Linked DNA regions of Drosophila melanogaster: region 2 is linked to region 1. A link is a contact called in public Hi-C data. All regions are on one chromosome and are shown on one strand. Each heading gives the region's core, a stretch centred on a gene start, on an enhancer-like site or on the middle of the called end of the contact. The rest is flanking DNA. Distances are from core to core; before and after follow the strand shown.

Region 1 (4,914 bases), core at 702-3,201:
ATTTATAGACAGAGATATCGCATAGTGAATTATACATGTATGTTCTAAGAAAAATTAGTATGTCAATTAGCCAAATTAGTAAGAATTGATTAACCAGTAACCTACTTTCCAATTCGAGGCAGACGTATAAAGACCGAAAAAAATCAAAAATATGTTCAGTTTGTTTAACGTCGCTATGAAGATAATTTTAAGTGGTAAGTAAAAATAATTAAACAGATAACATTTTTATATTTTACTACGTATTTTTAGTGGTAGCCGTTTTCGTATGCCTTACTAGGCAATGTTTTGGTCAATTGCACAGTGAGCAGTTACTGGCAGTGCTGAAAGCTAGCGGAGATGATCCCAAAGCTCCACTGATCGTGCTTTCAAATCCCACAGCAAGGCCAGCATTTGGGGAGTCAATCAAATCGGAACAGGATATGGAGACCACAGTAATTCCAGATTCTGCTACCACTATTTCACTAGCCAGTTTTACAACGGCTTCCACAGAGAAGCAAAATAAAAAAACACGACCTCCTCAGAAGCAGAAAGCTGGCCCAAATTATAAACCAAAACAGAGACTTTCAATGCAGGACCTATTGCTGATGCCCGGAATTTGGGAGAGCTCCCCAATTGTCGACCAGGGACCAATGAATACCCTAAACGCCCAACCAGTTTTCTACCCTGTTCCATTTTATATTCCGTATCCGATGCCCTTAATGCTGAATCCACAGATAGATCTGATGAGGAGACCGTCCAAGGATAAAGTGGATGACCAAATCGCAATGGGCTTCAATGGGATGATGGGCGAAAATCTACTTAGAAACTCTTTTCAGCAGGACAACGGGTCTGATTGGCACAAGATAATCGGGAATCGAGTGAAGCCGGTCAGCCAAGATGGCCCGAAAAAGTGGAGGGGAAAATGGCGAAAGACAACGACCACTACTACTACAACTTCCACAACTGAAGCTCCTATTACAATGTCAACTGAGCCAACAAGATTGCTGTCGGATAGCAGTAACCAAAATGATACTGTGCTAAAATTGATTGAAACCAATGAAAACAATGAGACAACTGCTGCCGCAAGCTAAATTAATAAAATAAAATAAACGAATAACATGAAGCAAAAGAGTCATACCTGTAAGTTTAATTTGTGTAAGAGTGGTTAAGACATTTTAAGAGTCTACTCAGTGTCTCGTATTTCCACTGTATTTAAATGGAAACATAATAAATAAAACCCGTGAAAAACAAAGGTTTTTAAAAGTGTATACATTATTAATTCAACAGAATTATTTACATGAATTAAGATTTAAGATGAATTAAGACCCATGCAGAGGGTATACTTTTTTTAGTCAGAAGTTGGCAACGCAGTGAAATTTGTCCGTCCGTGTCTAAGTTTTGAAGCGATCTGGATGAAACTTTTCCAAAAGTATCCTTTCTATTTCCAAATATAAAATCTTAAAAAATTTACCTTCGTTACTTTTGGTCACAATTTATTCGAATTCTTTGATTTATCAAAAATCTATCTAATATTATATAGCTGTCATAAGAACAACAGATGTATTAATTAAAAACATTATATTCTGTTCTTATTCGGTACACACCAGTTTATTAAATTATATAATTACTTCAAATTTCTTGTCAAATTAAAATTTTATAATCTTTTAAGCATTTTATGCCGACATAAAGGGGCTTAAAAGAAACAGAAAATTAATTTGTTATCCGGATTAGCCAGATTTTACTGCGACTCTTTGTCAATTCATTTAAAAAGTCAGCAGAGTTGTGGCATACTTTCAGGCGGACAGGTGTACTTACTTTCTCTCCATCTCTTTCCCAGCTTGAGAAAGGTAGTTCGTGTCTGTGTCTCGATTCATATGCACCTGTGTTGGTACGAATAAACTCACCTACCAACACCCAAAGTTGGCCGCATCTTTGGTGCGATGGAGCTGCCTCCACATTCAGTTGGTTATCCACGCTCGCCGGTCAGCCACGTTTATCGCGCCACACTGCTTGTTTTTTTATGGGCAGAAGCAAGCGTAAAAAGTGAAAGACACAACGGATTCTGGAAATCAAACTTAACAAATTTCTTCTTGTGAAAAGCGAGAGCGAAAGTGTCTGCCGGACAAATAACAAAACAACTCGCTAATTATGCACCACGCCATGTCAAGCAACTCCGAATCGCGCCCAAGAATTATGAGCCAATGGTGATGATCAGTGTTTGTCGCAGTTACTGTGCGTGTTAATTTCCGGGGAAGCACCGTCGTTGCAAGTGAGGTAAAGTAACGTGAGGTAAAGTCAGAAAGTCGCACATTGCCTCCGCATCGAATGGTCATGCAAATATCTGACCCAGTTTCAGTTGCATGAGTGACCAACAAAACAGAGGCCAACAGCTGGCAAGCCGGTTGCACTTATCAACCGAAAAAAATGGAAACCCGTTTTGCAGGCGAAATGCGATGCATGTCCGTGTGCATTTGGCCCAGTGGGTAAAAGTGAAATTCACTTCGGTCGCTTGGCTCTGCCAGCTGCCTTCGTTGGGTTCTTAAGCTTCTTAAAGACCTTTCGCCGCCCACCTCGAGTTATTAGCGCATGCCAGATGGGAATCTCAACGCGCTCTAATACCCATTAGAATCCCAATTAGTGCTTCGCTGTTGGGCTTGCGTGCTCGGCGGTTGTACGTTCTCAGAACGAAGCAAACCAAAAATAATAGAGTTATTTGCAGTGATAAACAAATTAGGAGCATGCCAGAAGAAAGTAAACAAATGGTCAGAGTAAAAAGGCAATCGCCAATTGTGGTGGTTCGCTCCAAATAATCACACTTAATTGAAAACGAAACCTTTCAGAATAATTTGCAGGCGATAAACCGCAGCCATATGTGGAAGGGGGCGGTGGGCTGGCATTAAGCCTTTTTATTCAGAGCTCAAATTCGTTTTAACTACACTTTTTATTGTCCCTGGGCCAATAAGTGCACTTTTGACCAATTTGTTGCTCTCCCCGACAGATGGATGGATCGTATAAAGTACGTTGAATCCGATCTATTTGGACTTAATAAGCCATTAGTGAGTCAAGTTGGTTAACCGCAACGAAAGTGAGTTTGCTATAGATTTCTCTGGAACGCAACCGAAGAAATGCAGACGGAGTTAAAAAACTTTTGAAAATATTTGCACGCTAGCACAAATCACACCACACACTTGGCGAACTAAGTTACAGGCACGCACAAAGTGAAATTAGCAATCTATTAGATTGCAATCCACATTCACTAGGCGTTCGACTGAAACCGAAAGTCTTTGAGGGGATTGGAACAATTTAATGAAATGCAAATACTTGAAGCTTTACATAACCGCTCGTCGAGCGGAACGATGTTCGGATGCGTGTGTCAGCCCGAGAAATTGTCACATAAAAATGCAATAAAATCTCGCGGAAATGCTGCGACTGATAGTGGCAAAACAAAAACAACTCGCAGGGAAAGCTTGTTACCTTCCGAAAACGTAATCTGCCAGGCCAGCCGAGAGCTGGCCATTTCCAAGTGTCATTAAAATAGATGTAATTGAATCATTATTAAAAAGAGCAGAAAGCACTCGAGTGAAAGCCAACAACAGAACGGCAGTCGTAAACAAATGTCTCTCGAGGGTTGCAAAAATCCCAAAAATTATGCCAACAGCGACAATCCGTTAATATTTAATTTAAACACAACCATTTCATCAAAAAGCAGACATAAAACGATGCCACATTAGCTCAACAAATATTACTTTCTTCATTAACTAACCATTTTCATTCTAATGTGTACTCAAAATATTAAATCGAAATAGACAACCTGCCCAAACTCAGCTACAGTTTGTATACTAAAGTCTTAAGCCATGCTTCTAAGCCGCTAACCTTTAAAGGCAACTAACGGTTGCAGCTGGGTCTTCGACTTGGCTTGAACCCGCAAAGAACTTACATCACATGGCTTTGTTTTTTTTTTCTTCTGGAGAGCGTGTTCTGCTGTCGCCGACTCCCTAAACTTGATTTAGCTGGCCATTATTTTTATAGCAATTGTGTACTCGCTGGCTTATGGCTATCTCTGTTGGCATGACATAAGCCGCCATGGCACTTTAATAAAATGCCTTTAATATGAAAAGCCATAACATCGCGAAGCGTTACATGAAACACATGTCGTTTATGCACATTACGCATACGAACCGTCTGCAGAAAGCAAGTAGCAGCTCGTTAAAAATAATAATAATAATAATAAGTGGTACTCCAGTATGCAGCTGTGCGCGTAATGCGGCCCAATTGATTGCATCGGAACATGATTATAAGCAGCTAAACCGTTCGACTTTCATGTCTAGGCCCAAATCAGCGACTATTTTCGGCTAATTATAATGCTGGGAAGGTCTCAGACGGGTTCAGAGCCAAAGTAAAGCAGTAATAATGCGGTCAGAGTGCCAAGCACTTCTATTGATATCTTGATCATAAATGACATATTGGCTGAAGCACTTTCAATGACTCGGGAACAACAAAAGTCAAAAGGCATACATACATCCATACAGATGTCACATGTATGCCACCACAAATCTTTTGTTGCTCTTCTCATCGGAAGTGTAATGGCGATTTTATTTGACAACTTGATTGCTTTCTTTTGCCGCCCAGAACGTCTTTTCAATTCTGTTCTATATTCAATCGCTGTGAACAAAAGTTAAGCTTTGTCGACGATTATTTTTCAGAACATTTTCATGTATTCGCTAATATTAGTAGGTCAACTTTTGACTCAATCACGTTAGATAAAAATGATAGAAAATATAAAAAGGAATCTTCTACAATTCTTGGGCTGCATAGTTTACAATCGCTTTTCTTAGATCTGTAATAACTTCATTCAGTGTATTTTTATCACTCGACCTTGACCCGTCATAGAAACTTTACGAAATTCAAAGAATATTGTAATTTGACACAATAAAA
Region 2 (4,914 bases), core at 1,565-4,064, 970 kb after region 1:
CTGTTAGCCTTTGCCGCCCCAAATATCCTGTCTGCCCCACCCCCTGTTAGCCACCCCCTGCCACCATTTTTTTGCATTTTGTTTTGTTCGACTTTGATGCGAACGTACTTTTTTTTATTGCGCAAAAGAGAGGGGAATGCCGCAAGAGAAGGAGAAAGAGAGAGAGAGCGAGAGCACACGTTTCATTTGACTTTGCAGGCTGTTTTTGTGTGCTTTTGAATATGTTTGTGATTTGTTTTTGTTTGGCACTGGTCAACAATTAACAAAAGTCATTATTGTGGCTCCGCATTTATTCCGGCGATATTTCAGCTAAAATACCGTTAACTGGCAGATTAATCAATAGCGCCGGGAAGTAGGCAACTGTTTTGCTGGCCGCCTTGTTTCTGTGGTTGCGCTTTCTAGCACTCAATCAGCCCCACATGGGTTTCGCTAGAAATCCCCAAAAAATGTGGCAGCGAACGGGTGGCCGCCCCCCAAAGGGGTGGGCCCAAGCAGAACTCACCTCGGGCAGTCGAAAAGCAGCAGAAAAAGCAGGAAAGGCAGCAGCCTCCGCCCTGACCTAAGCCACCGCGCTGGCTTAACTGCCAACAGCAACCACCTCACATTTGGCCACCCACTCCGCCCACTATAGCCCATTCAGCCCCCCACCGCCGGCCAACCCCAGCTACCCCCAGCCATCCCAAACCACCCCACTGCAGCCCTCTGCAGCCCTCTGCCGGCGTCGACGTTTGTCTGCTGCCGTGGTTGCTGATATTTCTAAGTTCTTTTTTTCGCATTGCAACCTTGCCTCAACTTCTTCGCCCAGCACAACCCACCCCCGCTCTTTTTTCTTCCCAGCAGTTTGCACATTTTTCCCAGCATTTTTTCCATTTCCATTTGCTGTGCATTTTTTTCTCTTGGCGCCCCTCCTTTTTCCAATTTTTTTCCTGCCACAGGAAATAAATTTTTTCCTTTCTGTCGCCCCGTCTCGCTTGCACCTTGTGCATTTTGAACCCCCCCCCCCCCCGTTCGCAAAACACAATCATTTTTTTGCAGTCATTTCCCCACCGCTTTGGTGGTGTTGCTATTGCTGTTGCATTTGCATCTGTGTTTTCGCTTTTAGATTTTGTTTTTTAGGTTTTTGCATCCTGGCCGGCGGCAGAAAGAAAGGGAGAGGAAGAGTCTTAAAAAATAGCAGAGTTGCCATTGAAAAATACAATTTATTATAAATTGTTGTTTTTAGTGCCCAACTAGAATTGGGTTAGACAAAGCGACGATTGAGGCGGAATTCTTTAACAGGTTGTTTTGCGATTTATAGTTCAATTCACAAAAGGTCACTTAGTGAACTGATTTTTTGTCCTTAAAATCATATTGGTCATCTTATGTGTAGGCCAGCTTTTCAGAATTTGAATATCTAGTTTTATCCCACATACTGGTGGGTGTTAATATTTCTATTTCTATGTGGATATTTTAAGAGTGTTCCCTAGTAGCTAAATGATATACATCTGAGACTTTTAATTAATTAATTGCTGATTTCATGGTTTTAGTACAGAAAACCATGTGCTAAGATGTTTTTAAGCAACATCCTGAATCTATAACAATTGCGTTAAACTTTTTCATTCTGTTAAGAAGCTTTAAAGTTGAAATATTTTGAGCTCGATGCAACCAAATAATTCCTTAAATTTTGGAGGCACCGGATAAAAACATTTTGATCAACTTTTGTGTGTGAAAAATTAATTATCACCACGTGGCAACACTGTCAACGTGCTTTGATGCCATTTTTTCCCACTCGTTTTTGCCCAGAACTCCCCTCTTTTTTGTATGTTTTGTGGATGTCCAAACATTTTTTATGCTGTTTTGTTGTGTTTCTGTACTTTTTTTTTTTGCTTTTTGGAATACGCAACGGACAGACACACACATAGGGCCACACACGTATTTGAACACACACAGTCAGAGGCGAATCAGAAAAAGTACAAAAAAGCATTTTGGGAAAAGTGGAGTGAGGAGTGAGGCAGGGGATTGCATGGGCTTATTGCGATGCGTGACTCGTATTTGTGGACTTTGAATACAAACAAAACAGTCGGACACAGATAGAAGCCCACACAAGTGCAATTATGAATACTACGCCCACACACACGCCGCATAATCACAGAGAGAGACACTCTCACTCACTGCAATGTGTGCATTTCAATACGCATTAATAACTACGAATTCAATGTGGCAGTGGCAACCATCCTTAGTATTTCAGCCCAAAGCTCACACACACCTAAACCCACACCCTCAAATGCTCACGCACACATAGGCACACCGGCGTCAATGCAGCTGACGCCTAAAAAACGACTACAAAAAAGCATAAAAATCCAATTCCCCGCCTTGCTCGTTAATTTTGCTGGCGCTGCTCTTCAATTCACAGCCCAAAACTGAAAAGTGCCATGATAATTTTGTTTTTACTCTATCCAAACTTTAAAATCGCATAAAAATCAATGCCAATGATGCCATTAAATCAACAGACAGATCCATGTTTCGTTTTCCACAAAAGTTCCAAGCTCGAAGTCCCTTTAAATTCTAATTTTTGTGTTTTTTTAGCAGCACGTTTACTCAACATTTTCGCTTTCTGACGTTCCGGCCTCACATGAACTGCAGCATTTTTTCGTGCTACATTTTTGCTGGTTGCATTCTATGTCTGGTGGCCGCAAAACGGTTTTCCATGAATTTTTCATCCATTTAGCGGCGCCATTGAGCCATTTTCTGGGCGCTTAGAATTCATAGATACTTTAGCAAATTGTTTTTTTAGTTCGATTTTCTACATTCTTTTTGTTTTTAGGGATTTTTAGCTTTTGTATCGTGACATTGAATCTCGGTGTGATTGATTGTCTTTAACGATTTAATTGAATCGAAAATATAAAAAGATCACCACTGACTTGTTTATATGAAGAAGACAGGGCAAATATCTGTTATTGTTAGGCACAAAAAATGTTTATAATAATTTGATTCACTTTTTTTTTGTATTGAAAACAGCATTTTTGATATTTCTTAGTAACACCTTAGTCGCCCATTAAATTTCTGCGGAGCACCCTAGATGTGTGTATGAATTATCCAGAAATATTTACAAATGTACGACCCACAGTAGGCACTCTCTATGGGTGATCGAATTTTTGTGCTGCCAGAACTATTTAAGCTATCAGCTTTCACCCGATTCCAAATAAACCGTAAGAGTAAATAAACATTTCGGTCGAGTATTCGGAGAAGCGAGCCGATAACTTCTGCGTAGCTGACTCAAGCCGAAGTGGCCTCTCTTCGGAAATTGCCAACTGACCAGAACAGCTGAATCAATTCGCCAACTTTATGATTAGTGGCTCTGGGAGTCGGACGCCCTCAAATCGACTTTATTTGTCGCCCGTTCGCCCCACGATGCAGAACAAACGGAGGCTTCTGCGGGAGTACAGGTCCTACGATGACCTCAGCGAGCACTACCGCATGTTTGGATCGCAGTCCCTGGACTCGCTGCAGGATCGCGTGGACATGAATCCCAGTGGCTGCGATGGCTTATCCACGGACGGACTCGACTTCTGCTCGCAGTCCCACTCGGGGCTGCTGAGGGAGCACAATTTCAAGATTAAGTCCTACTACTACAACGTGGGGAACTGCGTACACTGCCGCAAAAGGTGAGTTGCAATCACCGAATGGTGGAACTTCTGAGAGGATTTCGAATTCAGGGAAAACATGAAAAGTTAAATAACATCCCAACCCTCTCTGACCAGCATTTACCTCCCTAACCGCGTGTCCCTGGTCTTCTTCCAGGATCCGCTTCGCCATGGCCAGCCTGAGGTGTCGGGCGTGTCCGCTCCGCTGCCACATCGGTTGCTGCCGCCAGCTGACGGTGAACTGCATCCCCCAGCCTCAAATCGGTACGAAGAGAGGATGTCTCAGCGATTATGCGCCTCGGGTGGCGCCCATGGTGCCGGCCTTAATTGTCCATTGTGTAACGGAGATCGAGGCGCGGGGATTGCAGCAGGAGGGACTCTACCGGGTGTCCTCCACCCGAGAGAAATGCAAACGACTGCGTCGGAAGCTGCTGCGTGGCAAGTCCACGCCGCATTTGGGCAATAAAGACACCCACACACTGTGCTGTTGTGTTAAGGACTTTCTTCGGCAGTTGGTTCACCCTCTGATTCCCATTTACCACCGAAGGGATTTCGAGGAGGCCACGCGGCACGAAGATCGTCTGGCTGTGGAGATGGCGGTATATTTAGCGGTTCTGGAGCTGCATCAGGCTCACAGGGATACGTTGGCCTACTTAATGCTTCACTGGCAGAAAATTGCCGAAAGTCCTGCTGTCCGCATGACGGTCAACAATCTTGCCGTGATCTTCGCTCCAACTCTGTTCGGAGATCTGGATCTAACCCTCGAAAATGTCGTCACTTGGCAGCGGGTGCTGAAGGTGCTACTTCTGATGCCTGCCGGATTTTGGTCTCAGTTCTTGGAGGTCCATCCCCTTCCCACTTCGTTGGGCAGCACCTATGACTTTGAGGACCGGTACAATCACCGTCACTGGGACAGCTCGTCCAATCTGGGATGGTCTTCTGTTAAGACCTACTTTAGATCAATGGTAAGACCTATGGTTTCCCTTTAACGGATTTGGATAGAATTTCATATTCGAATAAGCCAAACTCAATACAAGCAATCAAACATATCATACAAATCTTTCACTGAATACTTCCTGTTTCAGGTCAACCTTAGCAGTACTCACCTATAGTGAAAGTCTTATGACTGAGACATCGAGAATGGATGCAGTCACCCTTTTTTATTTTATTTTGTATTTTTTTTCATTATTCACTACAGTTGAAGAACTAATAATAATTGGATCTCTAACATGTTGTGTATGTGTTGTTGAATTATATGCGGCTAACAAGAGTACTTGACATCTCAAGTGCA

What was found. Hi-C and Micro-C count contacts between places; a contact is called where the count stands out from the background.
Region 2: a contact with region 1 is called in a Hi-C map of the Kc167 cell line, with 1.8 times the contacts expected there. The contact joins the promoter of lncRNA:CR44333 here to the promoter of Osi17 in region 1. A contact is called at or near these places in 2 of 107 Hi-C or Micro-C datasets (both in the Kc167 cell line).

Annotation. Positions count from the first base shown.
Region 1 is chr3R:6,309,821-6,314,734 of dm6, forward strand. Osi17 (Osiris 17) reads left to right here and starts at 1,952. Exons shown (of 10, transcript NM_001275379.1): 1 at 1,952-2,253. CG31560 reads left to right here and starts at 156. Exons shown (of 2, transcript NM_169135.2): 1 at 156-194; 2 at 250-1,178. The coding sequence starts at 176. The coding sequence ends at 1,070.
Region 2 is chr3R:7,282,781-7,287,694 of dm6, forward strand. lncRNA:CR44333 (long non-coding RNA:CR44333) reads right to left here and starts at 2,815. Exons shown (of 1, transcript NR_125095.1): 1 at 2,450-2,815. All of the region lies in intron 7 of rn (rotund), which reads right to left. It overlaps RacGAP84C (Rac GTPase activating protein at 84C), which reads left to right and starts at 3,182. Exons shown (of 3, transcript NM_057356.5): 1 at 3,182-3,644; 2 at 3,781-4,588; 3 at 4,709-4,849. The coding sequence starts at 3,325. The coding sequence ends at 4,735.